Linked DNA regions of Gossypium hirsutum: region 1 is linked to region 2. A link is a contact called in public Hi-C data. All regions are on one chromosome and are shown on one strand. The core of a region is the stretch at or near the end of the contact, and the rest is flanking DNA. Distances in the headings are between cores, read along the strand shown.

Region 1 (4,622 bases), core at 760-3,259, 180 kb after region 2:
GAAAAGAATGAAAAATGGTCTCGTATTTATAGGAAATTAAAGTTATCGTTGGGCTGTTTAAAAGTTTTACCATTTGCGTGTTTGACTTTTTACCGTTGGAGGAAAGTGCGTCTAGATGAGTGCGTTTTCACACACTCTCTCCAAAATCAACATATTTATCTAAATCTTCAAAAAAAATACCTATATAGCCAATTAACAAAAAAGGGCATATTTAGACAATTTAGTCTCTCTTTTTTTAGTTTTTCAAATTTCTAATTTTTTATAATTTTGGATAAAAAATTTATAATTTTTTGTAATTTTTTATGCTTTTTAAATAATTTTAAGGAAAATTGCTAGATTTTACCATGTAGCACAACCTTACGTACCACATGGCGAAGTTAATGGTGTTTATATGAAAATTGACTTTTGAAGGGCTTAACTGATTGCTTATATTTGATTAAGAATTCAATTGAATATTATTTTTAATTGAGAGCTCAATTAATTATTGAATAATGTTATAAGTTTTTTTATATAATAAACCTAAAAACAATAAAATATGTTTGTCGGGGTTATTATATAAAAATAAAAATAAAAATATTAAGTAATTATTTAAAATATTTTTAATTGAGAGGATTATTGAATAATAATTGTATTATTATAAAATATGTTATAATTAAATTTAAATAAAAGTATTTCTAAAAATTATTTTATCTCTTACCTATAAACAAAAATTGTTTGTCGGGGTGGCCACATATTGCGAACCAGCCGGTCCATGTATTGCTCTAAGTGGGACCGAAGGGACAACTCAGCCTACATCAGGTTCTCATGTCCTTACAAACAACTCAAAACAGACACCTGCCCTGTAAGGTACACTCCTTTTTTCTATGTATGCCTTGTCCTTTTGCACATGCCAAACCATTTATTCCTGTAAAAGATATAAATAAAATTAAGGCAATTACTAATATTTGTTTAAAAAGATATAAATAAAATTAAGGCAATTATTAGTTATAATTTCGACCAAAAATAATCTTTAGTTTTAAAACTAATTCATTATTGAAACATATATATTAAATTTTAAAATTTTAGAATCAAATATTATTTTATTGATACCTAAGAGGTCCTATTCTATAACATGAATTTAAGAGTGTGAAGGGGCAATAAGGTGAATTGGAATAATGCACCTGACTGATATTAGCATCTTGGACCGTTCGTCTGAAGGAAATGTAGGGGTCCATAAGTTTAAGGGACCACTCCCTCTCACTCTCACATAATAATGCGTCCAAAATTTTCATCTGATAACTGACCTGCATCACAAAAATACAAAACCAGGATGGATTTGTAGAAAATTTTATTTAGGTGAAGTTGATTTTGTTTTGTTTTTGATTAAGTCCTAAATAGCGATTTAACCATTTTATTTATACATGCTAATGGACCAAAATAATTTGTCTGCCAATGAAATTAAAGCACTGGTTTCTGCAAGTTCTTGTTCCCAATGCCATGCTCCGCAATCTTCACCTCTTCAGTTTAGTCCAGTTCTTTTACTCTGTTGTTTCATTTTTGGGGGGTTGATAATTGAGATTCCATTATAAAGCAATTCGTTCTGACTACTGAAAATCTCAAGTTGAAGGGCGACGACACACATTTCACGCTTACAAACAACCACATCGTTTACTACACCTTTTTCACTTAATTTCTATTTCTTCCATCTTTCAATAATTTCCCCAAATCTTTGAGTATCAGAGATTCGGCAGAAAATTGTACAGTGCAACTGCAGCTGCACTGAAGAAGCAAATTTGGGTTGGGGCACTTTTATTTACATAAAACGTATTTCTTCTAACAACCCAAGGAAATAAACAAAAGGGTATCTCAGCTTTTAGGCCTTAAACCACAATCATCCATAGTGTGCTAATTTTATCAAAGCGAAGATTAAAGAACATAGACAAGAGCCGGATTCTCTGAAGTAGGGGCCCTTTATAGCTCTTTTCTTTAATATACAAATCAAAAGATTTTTGTTCCTATCGTATAATAATTCCAAACCAAAGATTCAGCCTCAGCGGTACTTGTAATATATGATCAATCAAAACTCATGTGGGATTTTTCTCCCAATAAAAAGATATATATATATATATTAAAGGAAACACGATTGAGATTTGAGGATTGCAGTTACAAAAGCTCCAGTCACGTGACCTACGTTGGCTATGGTGTCTTCTTCTTTAAAGTTCACCCAAACCTTTCTTCAGAATTTACTCCCCTTGCCTATGGCCATTATCATCCTTCCATTTTTATCTTTTATCTCTTCTCTTCTTTCCCATCCTCCCCTGTAAATATTACTGTTTCTTATTTTGGCTATGGAGTTTAAGCTTTTGTTTCACTTCCTCTGTTTCCTCTATTTGTTGTTACCGATATCAGGGGCAACGAGAGAGCAAGCAGACGGAAACCCAGATAGGGGAGCTCTGGTTTCCTTCAAAAGAGGGCTTCAAAACCCTCATTTTCTATCATCATGGAACCAAAAAATCCATTTCTGCAAGTGGGATGGTGTCACATGTCGGCTCGGCCGAGTCACCTCGCTTTCTCTTCCATCTCGGTCCTTGACAGGTTCTCTCTCTCCGTCCCTTTCGTCCCTCTTAAACCTCACCCTCCTAGATCTGTCCTCTAACTCCTTCTTTGGCCAAATTCCGACTGAGTTGGCCGAGTTGACTCTCCTCGAGACCCTCAAACTCGGGTCTAACTCTTTCACCGGAAATATCCCTCCCGAGCTGGGCAGCCTGAATACACTTCGTACGCTAGAACTTTCCACCAATGCACTCACTGGCACAGTGCCGACTAAGCTTGGACAGTTAACTCAGCTACAGTTCTTGGACCTGGCTAACAATTTCCTTTCAGGTTCTCTCCCTTCAACACTCTTTGAAAACCTTCAGTCTTTAACCTCTCTGGATATTTCCAACAATTCTTTCTCTGGTAATATCCCGCCTGAAATTGGTGAGCTAAAAAACCTGACCGCTCTTTACATTGGAATCAACCAATTTACAGGGAAAATACCACCTGAAATTGGTAAACTTTCACTCCTTGAGAACTTTTTTTCACCCTCTTGTTCCATAACAGGACCTTTGCCTGAACAACTATCCAATCTAAAATCACTCACCAAGCTCGACCTTTCTTATAACCCATTGAAATGTTCCATTCCAAAGTCTATAGGAAAGTTACAGAATTTGACTATATTGAACCTCGTCTACACCGAGCTCAATGGTTCAATACCAGCGGAGCTTGGGAACTGCCGGAATTTGATGATGTTGATGCTGTCTTTCAATTCGCTGTCCGGGTCCTTGCCTGAGGAGCTTTCAAGTTTGCCTATGCTGACTTTTTCTGCTGAAACGAACCAGCTTTCTGGGCCACTGCCCCCTTGGCTTGGGAAATGGAACCAGGTGGAGTCTTTGCTACTTTCAAACAACCACTTTTCAGGTAACATCCCTCCTGAAATTGAGAATTGCTCAAGGCTTAAGCACCTTAGTTTGAGCAATAACAAGTTGTCGGGTTCGATACCAAGAGAGTTATGCAATGCAGAATCACTCTTTGAGGTTGATCTCGATGGTAATAACCTTTCGGGTACCATTGAGAATGTGTTTGTGAACTGTAGAAATCTTGCTCAGTTGGTTTTGCTTAATAATCACATTAATGGTTCAATCCCAGAGTATCTTTCAGAGCTTCCATTGATGGTTATTGACCTTGACTCCAACAATTTCACTGGTACCATTCCTGTGAGTTTATGGAGTTCAAATAGTTTGATGGAGTTTTCTGCTGGAAATAATATGCTAGAGGGGACTCTGCCAGTTGATATTGGAAATGCGGTTACATTGGAAACTCTTGTTCTTAGCGGTAATCGTTTGAAGGGAAGTATACCAAAGGAGATCGGCAATCTCACAGCTCTTTCTGTGCTAAACTTGAATTCGAATTTCTTGGAAGGAAATATACCTGTTGAAATTGGAGACTGCAAAGCATTGACAACGGTGGATCTTGGAAACAACAATTTCAGTGGATCAATTCCCATGGAACTTGCGGACCTTGATCAGCTGCAGTGCCTGGTTCTTTCTCACAATAATCTATCCGGTTCCATCCCTTGGAAACCATCTTCATATTTCCATCAGGCTAATCTGCCCGACTTGAGCTTTGTGCAGCATCATGGAGTATTCGATCTGTCACACAATAGGTTGACTGGTCCCATACCTGAAGAATTGGGAAACTGTGCTGTAGTGGTGGATCTTCTTCTCAACAACAACATGCTTACTGGCAGGATTCCAGGATCACTTTCTCGTTTGACAAATCTTACAACTTTGGATTTGTCTGGAAATTTGCTGAGAGGTCCTATTCCTGTTGAATTCGGTGACTCTCTCAAGCTTCAGGGCTTGTATTTGGGGAATAACCAGCTTACAGGAACCATCTCTGAAAGCTTAGGTCGTGTGGGTAGTTTGGTAAAGTTAAATTTGACTGGCAATAGGTTATCTGGTGTAGTTCCTGCGAGTTTTGGGAACTTGAAAGAGCTTACTCACTTGGATTTAAGCAATAATAAGCTTGCCGGTGAGCTACCTTCGTCATTGTCCCAGATGCTTAACCTGGTGGGGCTCTATGTTCAGAAGAATAGGCTTTCT
Region 2 (4,083 bases), core at 589-3,088:
TAAACATGTTAATTTTAGTTCTTTTATTTAAAAACTATATAAAAGTATGAAAAGACAAAAATGTCATCAAGATAATAATGGTATTCATTTAATAAAAGGGTTTAGTAGTCATTTCTAAACCGAGTTGGCATCCGATTAACCCATGATACCAATTTAGTCACAAATTTTATTAATATTAAGTATAAATATACAACTAGTGGAGATATAAATCGTGCATATTAAAATCATTTTTTTGTTGAGTGATAAATTTAAGATTTTATTAATCTAATTTGATGGGTTCGAATTTCACTATATTCATATTCTTCTTGGTTTTGTTAAAATTAAAATACTAAAAATACTCTTGAATGATATGACTTATTTTAATTATGAGAGGACATTTCGTAATTTCCTAACCGAGTTGGAACTCGGTTAACCTGTGATACCAACTCAGTCACGGGTTTTATTAATAGTATAGATTAAAAAAATTAAATTTAAATTCAAAAATAGGAAAAAAATTAAATATTTTAAAAAAATGCCTTTGATTTTGACCGACTGTTAGCCCACTGTTAATTGGGAGTTGACTGACCGTTGATCGAGCATTGACCAACTATTGACTTTGAATTTTAAATATTTTTTTAAATATAAAATTTTTTAAAACTATATACTTTTTTGCAATTTTTTAAAATTATTAATTTTTTGAAAATAAAATTATTAATTTTTAAATCAATATATTTTTTATTTTTTTATAATCAATTTTTAATGATAAACTTTTCAAAATTTCAATTTCTAGGTTTTATATATTTTTAAGTGAAGTTTTTCGATTTTTGAAATTTTGATTTTTTTTTGTTTTGAATTTTTAGAACTTTTGAAAAAGAAATTAAAATTTACCACAAGTTTTATAAAGTATACATTTAAAAATTTAAGTTTTTTTTCAATTTTCTAAAATTTAAATAAATTTATATATTATTTTAAAATTTGTATTTATATTTATATATTAATTTTTAAAATTTTTATCTTAAATTTTATTGAATCTTTTATATATTATATATGATATTTTTAGTCAATATAATATGCATAGTATTGAAAAAATAAATAACAAGGCTGAGGTAGCGAGTTTTAATAACGCCTGTTGGTAGTCTTAATTTTTTCAACACTGAGGTCCAATTTAGATAACAGATAATAGTTTAAGTTTTAAGCTAAGACAAAAAGATATGTATCAAAATGAGAAAATAGATATCATTTTGAATATTTATTTTTTGCACCAAATTAATTCTTATCCCAACCCCTCCCCTATAATAAATAAAATAAAATAAAATAAATCTTTCTTTTAATTTCAAAATGTGGAAAAAAAAACAAAACAAAATTCGGAACATCTTTCGAATTTCGCAGGCTATGAAAATCATGTCCTCCTTTCATCCATATTATAAACCTCTACTTTTTATAAATCGAAATTTAATTTTTATATTTTAATTTTTTTTTAATTTTTAGATTGTAAAATTTAAATTTAATCATTAATATTATTAATTTTTTTTGTTAAATTTGATGATATGCTATTTAAAAAAAATAATCTTATAGCCATATAATTAAAATTTAAAAAATAAACAATCTAATTCCTATAAATAAATAAAATATTTTAATTTATTATAAAATGTATTAGGAATATGATGATTAGCAAGATAGACAATCTAATAGTAGCATGAAATAATCATTTATATATTGGAAATAACATTACGTAATAATTTTATTTGAACCAAAATGGATTTATTTACAAATAGAAACGGAAGAAGCGGGTTGAGTGACGCAATATGGCAAAAGCGACAAATTAAAGGCATGATTTAAGAGGAAACGGATAAACTCAACAATCTGTCTACAGGCTTTGATGGATCCATCCATCAGTTCATCAAGGCAGACATAACAACAATCTCTGCGTCTCATTGTTGCCCAGTTTCTTGCCTAGTCGTTTCATACACACACAAAAACAAAACAAAGAAGAAAAGAAATGCTCACGTTGGCAAAAAACGCTTTTTAATTTCTTCGAGACGTGCACGCATTCAGCTATCCCATTGCCAAACCTACACTTATTTTTTCAGTTATTGTCTTTATAAAAGAAAAGAAGTTTAGCCAGCTGGTCGTTGTTGAACAGAAGAAAATGAAATATATATATTAGTCCATTTTAAACTTTTCTAATGTTTTATAAGGTTTTAATTTTTACAAAAATGAAGTTAAGTAAATGTTGGCATGTTTAAAATAAAATAAATAATAATTAAATTAAATATTGTTTGAAAAATGATATATGACATTTAAGAAGAATAAAAGCACTTTTTAATTTTATATATATATATATTTTAACTATTTTTAGAAGGTTTAGTCATTAATATTTGAATGGAATTGGACAGAGAACCAATCAATTAGACATGGAACCGGTCAGTAGACCAATCCGAATAGTAGCAAAAGACCATTTAAACGTAAAAATCGCGATTGAACCATGAAATAAAAATACCAATAGAAGAACTTATCAGATCGGTTTCTAAAAAAGTGGGCTACTTTAGGTTGGCCCAAGCCTAGGGAAAAACGCCCAATTGATTCAAACGCCAAAAACTCAAAAGTTCAGTCCAAAACGAAAAAAAAAATAAAAAAATAGTTTAAAAATATATTTTTTAAAAAGGTAGTACGCTACCTAGGCTAAATTGTAAATCCCACACCCTCACACCACACTCTCATGTCTGTCTCCCTATCCCCCATCTGACCATCCCAGTAACAGTTCCGAAAAGACCACCAAACCCTCACTCCCTCACCTTCACCCTCACCCTAAACCAAAAGTTTTCTTTGCTTTGTGTTGTCTCTTTCTTATTGCTTCTGCTAGTGCTCTTCTTTCCTAAGGTTTGATTAACCATTCATCGTGCAAAAGCTCTGCTTGAAACGGAAACTGGAAAGAAACTTTGTTTTTTTTCTCTTTCATTTTGTTATTTTAATAGGAAAGGGAGTTAAATTAATATATATATATATACTTATTTATTAAGCATTTTACTAATTTGAGTCTTAACTCAATTACGAAATTATTAAAAAATCCATTTTATTTGGTAAGCAAATTATAAGTTAATTTTTACATATATATTGAAAAAGAAAAAAAACTTAAGTAGATTGAAAAATGTAAAATTTATTGATTTATGTTTGTTTTTGAATAGAGAAAGGAAAATTACATCTTACAGGATGCGTTTTCAGGAGAGGGAGAAAAAACGCGCTTTGTAGGGCGCGTTTTCACTGATTATCACATCAGTGAAAACGCGCATTGTATGACGTGTTTTCCTTAGTATTCCATTGGATCTACATATATGATTAGGTTATTTCTAATTTTCCCAAAATGTATAATTTGTTCTACATCTCAAATTTACATTTATTTACAATATGCGAAACAAATCTATTAAATTGGTTTGCTTTATAACATTTCATATTATGAGTTTAAAATTTACAATTATTTCTTCTACTTTTTCATTTAAGTTTTTTTTTCCTTCAATTTCTTAAGTACAATATTTCGACAAAGCAAAGAATTGCTTAGAAGCTTCCCAATTTTGGATTAAAACTTTGGCTTGCATATTGTAATATATATCTTACTCTAAGAAGTAACAATAACTTTCACTTTATAGAAAAAATTAATGACTAAACAAATAAGTTAGTGTTTTCACTGCATGAGTTAGTGTTTTAATTAGCTATTCTCCACGATACTCCTAGTTTGTGTGGACATGTTGGCTTCGCATGCCCTAGGTTCCTACAGGATGTGCATAACCTCGATGTGTCTCCCTACTCCGAATATCCATATTTCCTCGTATTCGAGTTGAGTTCGGCCAACCTTTCGGCTTGTGTCGTGAGTTCTTATCTGGTACCAACTCAAAAAGAATGTGCGAGGTAGATAACCACATGCTTTCATCCAGGACAAGTGGGGATTCAGATTCCCAAACATTAAACGTGCGTTCAAATTTGTAAACTTCATCAACATAGGTCATGCAATATATACATTCCGAGGCACATGGCGCAATTGCATGTGCGCATGGATAACAAAGTGCTTGAAATCTTCCACAGTCGCAGGTCATTTGTCTGAGGTCTATG

Evidence for each region. A called contact is a pair of places that touch in the nucleus more often than the background predicts.
Region 1: a contact with region 2 is called in a Hi-C map of leaf, with 2.3 times the contacts expected there. The contact joins the promoter of LOC107917600 here to the enhancer-like site in region 2. A contact is called at or near these places in 10 of 34 Hi-C or Micro-C datasets (anther, callus, fibers and 3 more).

What each region holds. Positions count from the first base shown.
Region 1 is chrD08:35,932,376-35,936,997 of Gossypium_hirsutum_v2.1, forward strand. LOC107917600 (leucine-rich repeat receptor protein kinase EMS1-like) reads left to right here and starts at 2,010. Exons shown (of 1, transcript XM_016846924.2): 1 at 2,010-4,622. The coding sequence starts at 2,328.
Region 2 is chrD08:35,751,268-35,755,350 of Gossypium_hirsutum_v2.1, forward strand. No RefSeq gene overlaps it. Among protein-coding and RNA genes, the nearest start is that of LOC121220530, 27 kb to the right of the region's middle. Within about 2 kb of position 1,839, at least 5 of the 9 cell types and tissues checked have an H3K27ac peak or open chromatin away from gene starts, as enhancers often do. A contact at or near this core is called in fibers, hypocotyl and leaf, where this site is marked.